2 separate regions of the Sus scrofa genome follow, and region 1 is linked to region 2. Evidence: chromatin contacts called from public HiChIP or PLAC-seq data. All regions are on one chromosome and are shown on one strand. Each heading gives the region's core, a stretch centred on a gene start, on an enhancer-like site or on the middle of the called end of the contact. The rest is flanking DNA. Distances are from core to core; before and after follow the strand shown.

Evidence for each region. HiChIP or PLAC-seq counts read pairs in DNA pulled down with a chosen protein or histone mark.
Region 1: a contact with region 2 is called in an H3K27ac HiChIP or PLAC-seq map of skeletal muscle. The contact joins the promoter of RBM24 here to the enhancer-like site in region 2. A contact is called at or near these places in 7 of 47 Hi-C or Micro-C datasets (epiblast stem cells, fetal heart ventricle, fetal skeletal muscle and 3 more) and 1 of 2 datasets of contacts at active chromatin or transcription factors (skeletal muscle).

The regions. Positions count from the first base shown.
Region 1 is chr7:13,124,175-13,128,312 of Sscrofa11.1, forward strand. RBM24 (RNA-binding protein 24) reads left to right here and starts at 2,344. Exons shown (of 4, transcript XM_001925447.6): 1 at 2,344-3,319. The coding sequence starts at 3,152. It overlaps LOC110261788 (a long non-coding RNA gene), which reads right to left and starts at 2,374. Exons shown (of 3, transcript XR_002346330.1): 1 at 1-2,374.
Region 2 is chr7:13,061,200-13,065,342 of Sscrofa11.1, forward strand. No RefSeq gene overlaps it. Among named protein-coding and RNA genes, the nearest start is that of STMND1, 50 kb to the left of the region's middle. Within about 2 kb of position 2,177, at least 6 of the 83 cell types and tissues checked have an H3K27ac peak or open chromatin away from gene starts, as enhancers often do. A contact at or near this core is called in fetal skeletal muscle and skeletal muscle, where this site is marked.

The sequences.
Region 1 (4,138 bases), core at 1,094-3,593, 63 kb after region 2:
TTACCCAAGTATTGTTTCTCAAACCTGAATTTGTAATGGGTAATTATGCAAAAATATTTGGTACTTAATAATCTTGAAACTTTGAATTCGCAAAGATGTTATGTCCCCAAGGCTACATGGTCTGATGGCTCAGGTTCATAAACCCACTAAGAATGAATCTGGCTATTGTAACTGTACCTACTTAAGAGCAAATGTCAAACAAACCCAGCTCCAGCAATGTCCCGCCCTAACCCAGCACCTGCCTGTGGGGGGCGCTCAGTGGTTTGTCAAGCTGAACAGAGTATGACTTCAGCTTCTAGTTGAATTGGTTTGGAAAATAAGGAAACTTCATTCCTCTTAACCTTTGTTTTCAATGGGTCACGTAACACCAGATTAAAGTAATGCTTTAATTATCCCTGGAATTCAAAATTCGGGAGATCCAAGCATCATTTCATACAAAATGAAGGACGTTTCAAACAAAGTTATCAAATTTATTGTTGGAAGGACTGCGGAGGACGGCCACAGTAGCTTCTCTGAGACCATGGCAGGGAAGCATCTTTTTTCCAGAAGCCAGGTTCTACCACCCAGGTATCCCAACCTAGGATCAGAATTTCCTTGTAGATTTCACCACTTTACCTCCTGAACATGGGAGCTGCTGGCTACACTTCCAGACACCCACCTCCCTGATATTATCACAGTCTCTCTGGGGTGGGCTCCCCATCCAGGTAGGAAGAGAAGCGAGACCGCCTAAATCACTGTTCTCAGTAAGTAGCTTCCTCTCACAATAGAGGTTTTGCCTGAGCCTCATCTAAGTACAGTAATTCTTAAGTGACACTGCACGGTGGATGTTGAATATTTAGAAAAACACGCCTCCTCTGTTTCATGGCCTGCTTTGTTTTTCGAATTTTTAAAAATCATCTTTCATGGTACCAGTACAAAGAGTTCCTTTTCAACCTGTATTTTAACTCGGCAATGAGGAGAGGGTGTTGTTTACAATTTCACTTTCTGGCTGTCAAGCCTGTAAAATCTTTTTCTTCAATTGGATTTTTAAAAGATTTTTCAAGAAACTTTTGATTTCTTAGTCCTCCATAACTCCCACTGGGGGTTCACACTTAAAGAAATGGATGACCTCAAAAGGCCAGCCTCATGTAAAGTCAGCAAGATGAAAAACAGAATCCAACATATTGCACAAGAATATTTGCATTCCCATTAGCTTTTGCAAATGCAATATATCACATCCTCTTGGGCTGACTGCAAATGTGCCCTGGAGAGAGGAACAAAAGTATGTGCCTCTCTAATAGGTTAACACTGAACTGCTTTAAACTGAATAAATGTTGCTGCCCAGGGGCAGTTACTGTGTGGACTTCAGTGGACACTTCTGGTGGAAATGACTTAAAAGCAAACTGAGTGCCAACAGTGGAGGGTGAAACATTCTGCTCCCATTAAACATCTTCAGCCAAACCTCAAATATGACCATGAGTTTACAGACTAATGGAATGAACTCTTGATTTAAAAAAAAAAAAAAAAAAAAAAAAAAAACTGATCCGAAAAAATAAATATACATGGTCTTTATTTTCTACAAATGCTTAAAGGTTTGCTGGTAGAAACCAGGGCTTATGTAACAAGTCTATTTCAAAAATTACACTTTTACAACTACATCTTGATAAAAACAGTTGGGGTCAAGTCACTAATCATTCCTGTAATTTAAATAGTAGGAAATAGGTTAATTCTTTGCTTAGGGGGGAAAAGGTGAATTTATGATGTGAAATCTGCATCAATCTTTCCGAATAGTTAGGGAGGACACAAATTTGGTGACTGTGAGATGAAGTGCTAATTTATGGTCCTTTGAAATAGAAGGCTGTGCCTGATAGACAGGTGTCTACGGTAACTTAGCCTGGCTGAGCCCTGAGCAAAGAAAGCTGATGGTTCTCCCCAGTACACCCGAGGACCAGACCATTTTCTCCCTCCTGGCTGTGCCTCTCTGGTTTTGTCCTCACCACCAGCTCATTGGGGTCAAGGAAGGTTGGGGGCCCCCCTTTTCACTCTCCAGACGCGAGGGTATCCAACTCCGGTGTCCTTGGCGGAGCTCGTGGGCGCCTCGCGCCCGGAGGGAATTGGCCTCCCAGCGAACCGCTCCAGGCCTCGGGGCCCCCAGCTCTTCAGTCCAGGTCGTCAGCCGTGTCACCGAGGCCGAGCGCAAAGAGCTCGCGTGGCCGTTTTGGAAAGAGACGTGGCTCCCTATTCGGGCGTAGTCCCCGTGTCCCAGGTCCCGGCTGGGGCCGCGCTGAGTCCCTAGGACTTTGTCCGGTTAGGGCCGGCGACGCCGAGAGCCAGGCCGCCTCCAGCCATCCCCAGCCCTACCCCAGCGCCGGCTGCAGAGCCGGAGTCTGGCCGCCCAGCGCCACGCCGCGCGGCTAGAGAAGCAGCTGTTCCCAACAGCTGGGGGGCGGCGGCGCCGGGCGCCCCAGGTGCGGCCGCGGCCAATCGCAGGAGTCCGGCCCGCCCCCTCCCCAGCCGGGCGCCGACCCCCGGCCCGCGGGGGAAGGGAGCAGAGAGGTGGAGAGCTGTCCTCGCCACTTGTCTTCCAGCTTCCGCGGCGGGAGGGACAGAACCCGAGCCGAAGCCGCGCGGAGTCCCCTACCCCCGGCTCCGCCGCCGCCGCCGCCGCCGCGCCCCCAGCTCAACCACCTCCGTGCCAGGACGCTCTCCCAGCCGACCCTACCCACGCCCCGCGCGAGACACCTACCTAATTTCTAGGAAAGAAAAATCTACCTCTAAACGCACCCCAGTTCTCGGCTTGAGGACCACCCTCCCTTTTCATTTTTGGCCTCCCCGCCGGGTGAGTGAAAACCGTTTGCACATCCTAAGGAACCGCAGCCTAACCCAGACGATCGGGAGAATTTGTACTGTGACCGGCAGGGGGGGCGGGAGGAGAGAGCGAAGTCAAGTCTCCCGGGCTGCTGGCGACCTCGGCAGCTGCGCGCCCCGCGCCCTCGGCCGCCCCCGGCCGCTCGTCCCCGCCGCGCCGCCGTCCTCGCCCCCGGGCTCGCCCTTGGTCCCCGGAGGCCGCGAAAGGGTGCGGGAGACGCGGAGCCGGAGGAGGAGGCGCAGCCGCTGCCCAAGCCGCAGCCGCAGCCGCAGCCGGAGCCCGAGCCGCGGGGCCGGCGCGAAGATGCACACGACCCAGAAGGACACGACGTACACCAAGATCTTCGTCGGGGGGCTGCCCTACCACACCACCGACGCCAGCCTGCGCAAGTACTTCGAGGTCTTCGGCGAGATCGAGGAGGCGGTGGTCATCACCGACCGGCAGACCGGCAAGTCCCGGGGCTATGGATTTGTAAGTTGCGCGGATGCGGGGCCGGGGGGTGGGGGTGGGGGAGTGGAGAGGGCGACAAAAAGCCTGGCGGGGAAATCGAGGACCGCGGAGGCGGGAAAGGGCAGAGTGGCGCTTGGCCCGAGGGGGTCGGAGTTTGGAGTGGGGGGCTCGGAGTGACTGTGCGAGGATCCCCGCGGGCGCGCGCGCTGTTGCCCCTTCGCTCCCGGCTGAACTGAAAGTTTGCGCGCGGCGGAGCTGGGGGAGGGAGGGCCGGCGCCTGCCTTCGGGGGCTCGGAGGGGATGGAGAGCACTGCGAAGTCGAGGGACAGGCGGAGCAGGGGTGGAAGGAGAGAACTGTAACCACCGCTGGGTTTGGGGTTGCGGGGGATTGGGAGCCACAGCCCCTAGGAGTTGCACTCGGGTTGGAGGCCGGTCTGGAAGCGCGCTGTTGCTTTGTCAAGAGGCGTGGGTCCTCCTGGTGCTCCGGCTGGGGCAGAGAGCGGACACCTCAGGAGGTCTGGGCCTCCTCTTCTGCCACCTCCCTCCTCCCTTTTTTTGTAAATTGCAAAGATGCGTTCTTTTAAAAGATCAGCTTCTGGCTCTTTGCCGAAGTGAAAGAGAGCCTAGTAAGCTTCCCGGAGATTTCCGCGTGTAAATTCAGCCACCGAGGAGCGGGGAGCCCCAGCGTAGGACAATAGCTATTGTCGTTGGGGAGTGTTTGCGGGGATGGGAACAACGGGCGGGCGGAGGTGCGGCTAGTCTTTCTTTAAAGCAAACTGTGCCTCTCAGGCCGCGGAGGGACCTGGGGAATGGTCGGGGGCGGGGGTGGGGGGGATGTGG
Region 2 (4,143 bases), core at 927-3,426:
TTAGATCAAAGACCCAAAAACCCAAGTTGTACCATCATGGGCCAATCAATAGAGGCAGCACATGGATGGGGTGTCAGAATAGCAGCTTTCCTGGAGAAGAATTTTTTGGAATTGAAAGTGTTCCAGGTGATGTTTTAAAAAACCCAGTTGAGGAGTTCCATCGTGGCTCAGTGGTTAACCAACCTGACTAGCATCCATGAGGACTCGGGTTTGATCCCTGGTCTCACTCAATGGGTTAAGGATCTGGCATTGCTGTGAGCTGTGGTGTAGGTGGCTTGGATCCCTCATTGCTGTGGCTCTGGCTTAGGCCGGCAGCTACAGCTCCGATTGCCCCCTAGCCTAGGAACCTCCAAATGCCGTGGGTGCGCCCCTAAAAAGACCAAAAAAAAATTGAAATCATGATTTGCAAACAGCATTATGTCATGATTTATTTAGCATTAGAGCATAATGATTTTTATATGTAACATTTTCATTTCTGTTTCTGACAACCACATAATGTTCCACTTACTGGGTATATAATTTTATCTTTTTTTTTTTTTTTTTTTTGCTTTTTGCTTTTTTGGGCTGCACCTGTGGCATATGGAAGTTCCCAGGCTAGGCGTCGAATTGAATCTATAGCCATTGACCTACACCATAGCCACAGCAAGGCCAGGTCTGAGCTGTGTCCGCAACCTACACCTCAGCTCACCGAAAAACCAGCTCCTTAACCCACTGAGTGAGGCCAGGGATCAAACCTGCATCCTCATGGATCCTAGTCAGGTTTGTTAACTGCTGGGCCATGAAGGGAACTCCTAACTTTATCTTTCATTAGCCTTTCTTTTGTTGTGTAATACTTTGACTATACCTGATATTGCACTGTTAGGAATATCCATGATGAATATATTTGTCTGTGCAGCTTTTCCAATATTGTGAACCATTTCCATAGATTCTCAGAGGAATTATGTGGTCAGATGGTAAACATTTTTATCAGCCTTGCTCCATGCCGCTCAGTTGATTTACCAAACGGATTTAATCAATTGAATATCAAGTTCCTTCTCTCCCTGTTAAGTATCATTAAGATAATCATTATTGGAATAGGGAGGAAATATTCATTTGAACTCATTATTACTACTGAACTTCTACTACTACTACATTTTCCATATATTAATTAGTTCCCTTTTTGTGAATTGTTTGTGCTTTTTCATGATAGTGTGCAAACCAAAGTCAGGCTTATTTCTAGAACTTTCTAATGTCCTCAAACTCTTCCTTTCATCTCAACTACCTGTGACTAGCAGGCCAGAAAATGTCCATAATGCACTATTCCCACCCTAGGTAACTCGATGGGTAACACTAGGTAACCAGTTCACTGCCATGAGGTTCCAGGCAAATCCCCACCTGCCTTTGTTACCTCCTTCCTTCTTGCTGCCCTCTGCTGCCTCAGAGAAGCGAAGCTGCCATTTCTGCACCTGGGAGAATTTGTTCCTGAAATCAGTGGTTCCCAGCACTAATGGCACATGAGAACCATCTGGGGAGCTTTTAAAATTCACAACACCCAGCACATTCTCAACACCAATTAAATCAGAGTCTCTAGGGGGGCACCTGGCATCAGTGTTTTTGAAAGTCCCCCTGAGGATTCCGAAATACAGCCAGGGTTGAGAACCACTGCTTTAAATCCAAAGACCCTGGACACTCAGGCTGCAAAGACCCATAAGCAGTGGCACCTGCCCTCTGGGAGCTCACATCTGGGCCATCGGGGTAGCAAAGCACATTCTAAAAATTGTTTAAGGGAGTGGTATATATATATATGTGTGTGTGTGTGTGTATGTGTATACACATGTATATATGCTCACACATACATACCTATATGTGCCACTTAATTAGTTATAACCTATAATTTGATCAACTAGTGGCATCCTTTCCAAAGAATGGCCTTTAAAGCACAGATTCCGAAGAACCATTTCTTGCCTAAGAAATGGTTGGTTATTGTTCCCTATGCTATATTTACTGAAGCAAAAATATATATGTAGTGATTAGAAAACTTATTTAGAAACTAGAGATTTAAAAGGATTTTCCTATTTCTCAAGAAATTTAAACGCATTCCACTATTGCTTCCTGAGTTTCTGCAGCAATACCCGTCTGTCCACTAGGTGGTGCTCTGAGCAAATTCATAAGCTGTTGGGCTTTGCCACAGTTCATGTCCTTAATATATCCTTTTAGAGAAATTCAATTTTTCTGGGGCAGAAATGGCTACTCATTCATAGTCTGGACATACCACAATCAGAAATGGTGTTTTACCTTTTACTTACAAAGTTAGGCTTGCGTGAACTGTATTTATACTATCAATCCACACACTGTCTTTAGAACTTTTTATATCTACCTTATTATGTTATTGAATTCTAGGGCATCTCCCTCCAATTATCAAGATGGTTATAGGCTTTAAAATGGCTAAACAGGCTTCATCTTACAGACACTCAGCCCATGCTTTTTCTATTAAAGCCAGTAATGAAATATAGCCCACATCATCTATTTATAAAGATCCAAACACACATTAGACCTCAAATAATTGAATTTATTTTTATGGGTTAAGTCATCTGCAATGTTATCTGAGACGGGATTAAATGGAAAGCATTTCTGACTCTTCTCAACAGAAATAGGTCCATCCTTGGCCCTGGGCCTGGGCGGTTGAGCCCTCGGCTAGACTAATAGACAGTGTTCAGCAAAAGGCAAGTCAGGATGGAGTGGCTGCTCACCGGGCTTGTGCAATTCTCAGGAAGCTTGATCCGAGTTTCCAGAGGCAGCTGGTCACTGCCTTCCCTGCAGCTGCCCTGGAAAAGGCAGGTTTCTTGACCATCCAGCAGCCCAAATGCCACAGTGCGTCCTGTGTTCAGCCACCTCTAACTTTAGGACCTGCCATTTTTGTTGATATGGATAGACCATTGGACCGAACTTGGACTCTTCTGTCAGAAAACTAAGCTTGATAATCAAGAGCCAGGAGAGGCTAAAATGGGTTTGCTCCCGTTTTGCACTACGAGAAATGTCACCTCAGGAAAACCGGGTATTAAGGAGCAGGGAAAACGACAGTCATATTTCACTGGCATGGCCCAGAGTTTGGCCGGTCTCTGAGCCTGCCTCAGCGAACATGATGCACTTGACATTCACAGCCGACCCTTGGATGAGGATGTTGTGTGGCCATGCCCGAGTGTTGCCATGGCACTCTTTCTGATTGCCCGTTGATTCTCTTTCCCGTCACTCCCAGAGCCCAGGTCAGCCTCTCGCCTGGGAGAGCAGAGCCCTTGATCCGCAGTGGGGCTTTTACGCAAACACCGCTTCCTCCTTCTAAGAAACCTTCCCCAGAGAACATTCGGTCCTTGGAAGGAGCACAAAAGTAAACATGGAGGATGAGGGAACACAGAACGGAACACCCACTAAGCCCTAGCTTTTCTCAAAAAGAGCAGTGCTGATGTCTCACCTCGATGGTGGGGGCGGGCGGGGGGTGGGGGGTGGCTGTGCCCTCAGGACAGGCGGATGCTCCACATCCGGTGGGCGATCACCCTGCAAGAGGCCCGCCAACCGGCAATGAGCTGCTGTTTATGTAAAACAACAGAGAGGAAGGACCCCGTGGGTTACATAAGGCTGATGTGGATGCACTGAGGCTTTTCCTCAATGCTCTTGGGTTGGGGGGCGGTCGGGGGAGAAGAGAGACGTGGATGACCCAGAACAAGGAGCGAGGTCAGAGACAGGTTGGGACCAAACCCAGTGGTTGCTACGTCATGCCTGTCACGCGCTGGTACATCAATGACCTCCTTTAACCCCTCCGTACCCCCGGGGGCGGGGGTGGGGGACCATCGTCCCAGCTTTGTAAACGGAAACACGAAACCTTAAAAAGGATGAGTAGGCAGTTGGTGCCAGGCCAGAAGCGGCCAGGTCTCCATCTGAATCCGGCCCCTCTGCCTCCAGGTCTCACCTTCTGTGAGATCAAGCTTTTCAGCTTCGTCTTCCCGGTTTCATCCACATCCTTCAAAGGAGGCAAAATAGTATTTCCCTATGAAGTGCTAGTTACCCCCAAGGATTGGGAATGGGGAACGGGCAGGATAAGGGGAGAATTTTGCTCTGTTAAGGGACCATGAAGTGCAACCAAGCTGATCCAAATGGTAGAAGCCAGCT